2 separate regions of the Ovis aries genome follow, and region 1 is linked to region 2. The links are chromatin contacts, called in public Hi-C maps. All regions are on one chromosome and are shown on one strand. Each heading gives the region's core, a stretch centred on a gene start, on an enhancer-like site or on the middle of the called end of the contact. The rest is flanking DNA. Distances are from core to core; before and after follow the strand shown. Region 1 holds the start of FAM217A (family with sequence similarity 217 member A). Region 2 has its middle 33 kb from the start of ECI2.

Region 1 (2,994 bases), core at 157-2,656, 65 kb after region 2:
AGGCTCCCCGGCTGCCACCCCGCACCCTCCACATCCACAGCTTGGCCCTGCCGCCCCTCGAGAGGCCTGGTCCCTCGCTCTCCCAGAACACCCTGTGGGGACTGTGCGGTCACTGCTGTGTTGAACATGTGTTGCTAAAAACCTTACCAACTTGGGGGAAGGGAGGCAGGGTTTTGATGCTGATGCAAAGCCTTCAAAAAGTCTCCAGAGACAGGAAGAATCATCAAACAGAGAGAACAGGAGCGTTTTTAAGAATATGTTCCGTCAAGGAAAAAAAGAGAGGGTCTTAGAGGGTGTGCTTATCCCTGGATGCCACAGCTCAGAAGGACCTGAAGGGGTTAGGGAGCAGGTCAAGTTCCGAAGCTAAAGGAAAAGCAGAGACAGAAAGCAAGGATGGGGGCTGCACAAGCTACACAGGTGACGCGCGCACACATGTGTGAGACGCACACACGTGTCCACATACACGCATCGCTTCTGTCCTCCAGCCAGAGAACAGGAAACCCTTTCCCACTTAGATACGTTAGTCAGTGTTAGCTAGGAATATGTGGACACCCACATGTACCCAAGTCACTAGCTTTCAAGAAATTGTAAGTTGGGAAATGTAATATTTAAGGCCAGGTTACTCATTTATAAAACAAGAATCCCTAGAAGTACCGCCCTCGCTGGGCTGTTGAGTGTTACACTGGTTAATCTCTATGAAACGTTGGGCAGGAGGCCTGAACATAGTAACCACACAGAAAAACGTCACTTCGGGGGTAATTTAACCCAAACAGTACGGACTGTCTGTTATGCCAGGCACTCTGCCAGTCAGAGAAAGGCCCGGTCTCATCTTCAAGGTGTTTAAAAGGTAGCGAGTGAGAAATTTAAATCAGTAACTCTGATGCAACAGGTGAGCAACGAACTGAAAGCAAATCCTACTGCAAACCCAAATCGGGGTCTCGAAGGAGGGAGCAGGCTGGCTGGGCGAGGCAGGGTCGGGGTCGGGTCTGCGGTCAGGGGACGGGGCCGGGCTGAAGGTAAGGATGGAGCCTGGACCTGCTGCAGGGTCCGGCGGGAGGCCGCGGCGGGGCCGGGGTCAAGGTCAGGGTCAGGGGTCAGGGGGCGCGGTCAAGGTCGGGGCGGGGGTCGGAGTGCAAGGGGGCGCCGCGCTCTGTCCTCCCCGCAGGCCCGCCGAGCCGGTGGCCGGGCGCGCGGAGCGGCTGGGGCGCCCGGGCGGCAGCGCGCGCGGAGACGCGGCCGGGGCCGAGCCGGGGGCCAGCGGCGCCGAGCGGTAAGAGGCGGCCGGGCCGGCCGGACGCCCCCCTCCCCGCCCCTCCCCTCCCCTCCCGCCCCCGTTAGGAGGCCGGGCACCCCGCCCCGTCGCCCCCGCCTGGCGGCTGCCCGGGCGCCGAGCGTCCCCCAGCGGCGTCCCTCCCGGAGACGCCCGGCGAGCGCGCTGCTCTCCGCGGCAGCTGCCGTCGGTCTGCGTTTTTGCAGCGGGTCCGAACCCGCGCCTTAATCTGCCTCGGCAAAGCCGTGACGCTTGCTGCGCCCGCAGGCTCTGCCTCGAGCGGCGGCGGCCCGGGCCCAGGGTCGTTTGGGGTGGGAAACAGGCCTTTCGGCGGAGCTGAGGCCCTTGGCGGGGTGGCGGCGCGGGGCGTCTGCGCTGCCCGTGCGGAAGGTGGACCCCGCTTTCCAACGGCGCCCCTGGCTTCAATGCTGGAAAGCAGACAGCCCGGCCCTGTGTCTTCCTTCCAGACGATTCGCCAGTTTGTTTTACTCTTCCGATGGGATAGTAGCTCCCTTCTCGCTTCAGACCTTCGTTTCCGTCTTCTGACACTTAGGCCTTCCCGTTTTCTCTTTTTTGTGCCCCTCTCCCTCTGTCTGGCTGGCCTGGGTTCCCAGTTAACCCCCTCTTGTGAGCCGGCCTGCCCTCAGGCCAGCCTCTCCTCTTCTAAAGCGTTTTCTTAACTTCTGGACGCTCTCTCTGCCTCAACCGCGGGCCTCACCCTCCATGTGCTGCCCCACACCTGAGCAGGATTCCCAGGAAACCGAGGAGCAAGATGGGCAGAAAAGCCGGTGAGAGCAGCGGCGCCGGCCCGGGCGCGGCCGTCCCCTGGGAGGTAGGTGCAGCGGAGCGCGGGGGGCGCAGCGCCGCCTCCCCACCCACCCGCCGCGCTCAGCGCCTCTGCGAGGTGCCCCGCGGGCCCTGCTGCTCTCTCTGGGAGCAGTGTGCACTCCACCTCGAGGTGCGTTCGCAAGACCAGACGGAAAAGTTCTCTTTAAAAACTTTTTAAATTTTATATTGGAATTTAGGCGGGCGGCAGTGTTGTGTTCGTGTCGGGTGCACAGCTCAGGGAGGTTCAGTCATACATATGTCCACGCTTTTTTCAATTTCTTTTCCCGCTTAGTTACAGAGTACTGCGTAGACTGCCCGGAACATTTTTATGTCCTTTAACAAAGGACAAGTTAACCAGCTTCTCTGCAAATCTCCAAACATTTCTGATTGCAATGGGATTTCATGAAACATGCCTCCTTGATTCCTCACCTGTTGAATAGCCTTACATGTTTTCTGTGAAAACTATTGGCAAGGCAGGTGGATATCAAGTAGGAGGGCCCACTTCCCACCTGTAGGGAGTTTACAATGTGGCAGATGTCGTGGGCAACGGCCTTCCTTACCTGGTGACTTCGCTTCCTCTTACGCTGTGATCTCAATATGATCTTGGTGGGTGACTTCGCTTCCTCTTACGCTGTGATCTCGCTGTGATCTCGCTGTGATCTCAGTGGGTGACTTCACTTCCTCTTCGCTGTGATCTCGGTGGGTGACTTCGATTCGTCTTTGCTGTGATCTCGCTGTGATCTCGGTGGGGCAGTTTTCGTTTGCTGCCCTTTATCGTGTTACTGTAGGGCTGTTCTCTCACAGGTGGTTTTGCACCTTGAAGGTGAAGGTGAAGTCGCTCAGTCCTGTCCAACTCTTTGTGACCCCGTGGACTGTAGCCTACTAGGCTCCTCGGT
Region 2 (2,811 bases), core at 13-2,512:
AACTTGGCGCTCGGAGACTGCCTCGTGTCCAGGCTGGTTTGGAATCTTCCATCAGAGGCCGCGAATGCTAACAATGTTGGTACTGGTAGTCACTTCACCTAAACAGATGTTCTGAGCCCTGTGGGGGCTGTGGCGGGGCTGGAGACCCCCTCTTCCCTTGGCAGTGGGAACTTGCTGCCCAGGGCCTCTCCCTGTGACCACGTGGGAACAGTGGCCGGGTGTTGCCAAAGCTTCTCGTGTTTTTTAAGCTGGAAACTCAATGTGTGTGTGTGCAGTCTCCTAGTTTCAACTTTGATTCCTTTTTTTTTTTTTCCCTTAATGTTAAGGAAAAGCGAAGAAAACACATCTCTGAGCCAGGAGGTAGTGCCGTCCGCAGGGATGGTTCCCTTTCTCTCAGAACCAGCATCCCCAGGGGTCCCAAAACACCCTGCTTCCAGATCATCTGTTCCCCATCCCCAGTACCTCGTCAGCAGGGTATTTTTCTGTCTTGCTTCTTTGGGTGGAAGACGCTCAGGCAAACTTTTTTAATATAATTTTATGCATTTTTTTTTTTTTTTTTGGCTGTGCTGGGTCTTCGCTGCTGCCCGGCTCTCTCGCGTCGCTGTCAGGGGTCTGCCGTCCAGCTGTGACGCACTGGCTTCTCTTCGCAGGGGCTGCTCTTGCTGCCAAGCATGGGCTGGGGGGTGCTTGGGCCTCAGCCCTTCAGGGCTCGGGCTCAGCAGTTGTGGCTTCCGGACTCTAGAGCACTGGCTTCCAGAGCTGTGGGTCGCGGGTTTAGTTGCTCCGAGGCACGAGGGATCTTCCCAGAACAGGGATCGAAGCTGTGTCCCCTGCACTGGCAGGCAGATTCTTTACCACTGAGCCACCAGGGAAGCCCCCGGGCAAACTTTTGATTCAGTCTCTCCTAAGGTTTGCCTTTCAAATCATCTTTCTTCACTTGATCTCTCCTGAAGACTTTGGATGAGTAACGTTTTACCTCTTGGCATCCAGAGAACGCACCCTAATTTGAGCCTGGCATCCCACCACCGCTTGTATGAACAAAGATTCTGGGCTAATGTGTGAATGTGTGAGAGAGAGACAGAGGCGGGGTGTTGGGGGGCTGGGGCCCTGGAGGGATTAGTAAGAAGAATGTTGAATTGAGTTCAGAGAAATGGGTTTGTTCCAAAACACAGGCTGGGATATGAAGAGCAGGGAACACTGAGGCCTTGAACCTGACAGATCACGGCTGTTTTCTTAGCCACATTGCATGACACTTACTAGCAATGGCTCTCAGCCCTGGCCGCACGTGACGACTCAGGAAGCCTTTATTTATAACATAGAAATCACTGGGCACCACCCTCAAAAATTCTGATTCAACTTGTCTGGACTACACGACTTGACTTCAGTACTTTTTAAAAGTTCTCCTCTGATCCCAATGCACAGCAGGCTTACGAACCGCGGAGCAGGGAAAAGTCCCTGAAACCTGGCACTCGCCCTCGGCCTCTGCAAGGATTAGTCACAAGATTAGGTCACCACTGACCTTCGACACCCCCTGAAACAAGCTCAGGGCAGAGATCAGGAACGGGGCCCCCTGTGCTCCAGGGGAAACTGGCAGAACAAGCCTTCAGATGGTTGTGTTTCAGGAGAAGCTCTCACGAGCCCAGTTTCTTGCATCTCCGTAGAAAAGCACTCAGATCACTGATGGAGACCCCGCTCCTGTGACCAGCAGCAACCTTCTGCCAAAATGTGTGTTCGCCTGCACCCACCCCCTCTTCACCAGAGTCCTGTACAACACTGATCCTTCCCCTGCCTTCTGGAGCACTTTGCGACTATCCGAAATGTTGCGTCCTTGGCTAGAGTCCTCGTTTTGCCCCAGAGGAAACAGCATGCTGTGTCGGAAGGCAGATTTTAAAGCCGGCGTCACAGCAAGCTTCGGCTCTGCCTCCACAGCTCTGCGATCTCTGCCAACATGCCTGGGATATCTGAGGCTCACTCAGTCATGGAAACACAGAGACAAGCGCCGACTTCACGAGGCTGTGTGCAATGAAGCACTGTTGGCAACGTGCTTAGTAAGTGCACACTGAATTACGGCTGTTATTATTATCAGCAGGGGTGAGGGAGAATTTGCTGACCGTTCGTTATTTAACAATATTTTAAATAATCTTGTCATTTAAAAATAACATGCTAAGCATCCATATAAAATCCACCTCCGTAAAATGTGCGCTTTCTAAAAGTATTATCTTGACAAACCACTTTGACAATGACAGAAACTGCAGTTCCATAGCTCCTTCAAGAGTTGTCACATGGACACCTGAGAAGAATAAGCCCTTCCTGCTCATGGTAACAGGCTGGGAAGCAGCAGGAAATGAAATGCTCTTGGCTATTATGTGCACGACACGCTATTGAGCCATCCTAGCAATAACCCAAGTGCAAATTCAAACAATAGTGAAATACCTTTGTGGTGTATCAAACTGTCAAGAACTTTTTTTCAACAGCAGCATGAAGAAATTTTGGGTTTGATGCACTTGTGATATGATAGCAAATTGGTGCACAGTTCTTACAGAAAAATTTAGTCATGTTTATCAAAAGCTTTAAAAATATGGATATGTTTCAGTTCAAAGATTTCACTTCTAGGGATTAATCCTAAAGGAAAAGTATTCAGAGATCCATGAAGTTTCACATACAATCATCTTTATTGCAATGCTATTTAAAATAGTAGGAAGGTTGGGAAACAAATGCCAATTAAAATTTCAGTAAATTATGGTGCATCTCTATAACGAAGTACCATCTATCATTTCTAAACCATGCTTTCCAAGGTTACCAAATGGAAAA

The links. A called contact is a pair of places that touch in the nucleus more often than the background predicts.
Region 1: a Hi-C map of tail adipose tissue shows a contact between it and region 2, with 2.9 times the contacts expected there. The contact joins the promoter of FAM217A here to the enhancer-like site in region 2. A contact is called at or near these places in 4 of 16 Hi-C or Micro-C datasets (hypothalamus, liver and tail adipose tissue).

Annotation. Positions count from the first base shown.
Region 1 is chr20:49,188,584-49,191,577 of ARS-UI_Ramb_v3.0, forward strand. It overlaps FAM217A (family with sequence similarity 217 member A), which reads left to right and starts at 1,407. Exons shown (of 5, transcript XM_060403801.1): 1 at 1,407-2,102.
Region 2 is chr20:49,124,204-49,127,014 of ARS-UI_Ramb_v3.0, forward strand. No RefSeq gene overlaps it. Among named protein-coding and RNA genes, the nearest start is that of ECI2, 33 kb to the right of the region's middle. Within about 2 kb of position 1,263, at least 12 of the 54 cell types and tissues checked have an H3K27ac peak or open chromatin away from gene starts, as enhancers often do. A contact at or near this core is called in tail adipose tissue, where this site is marked.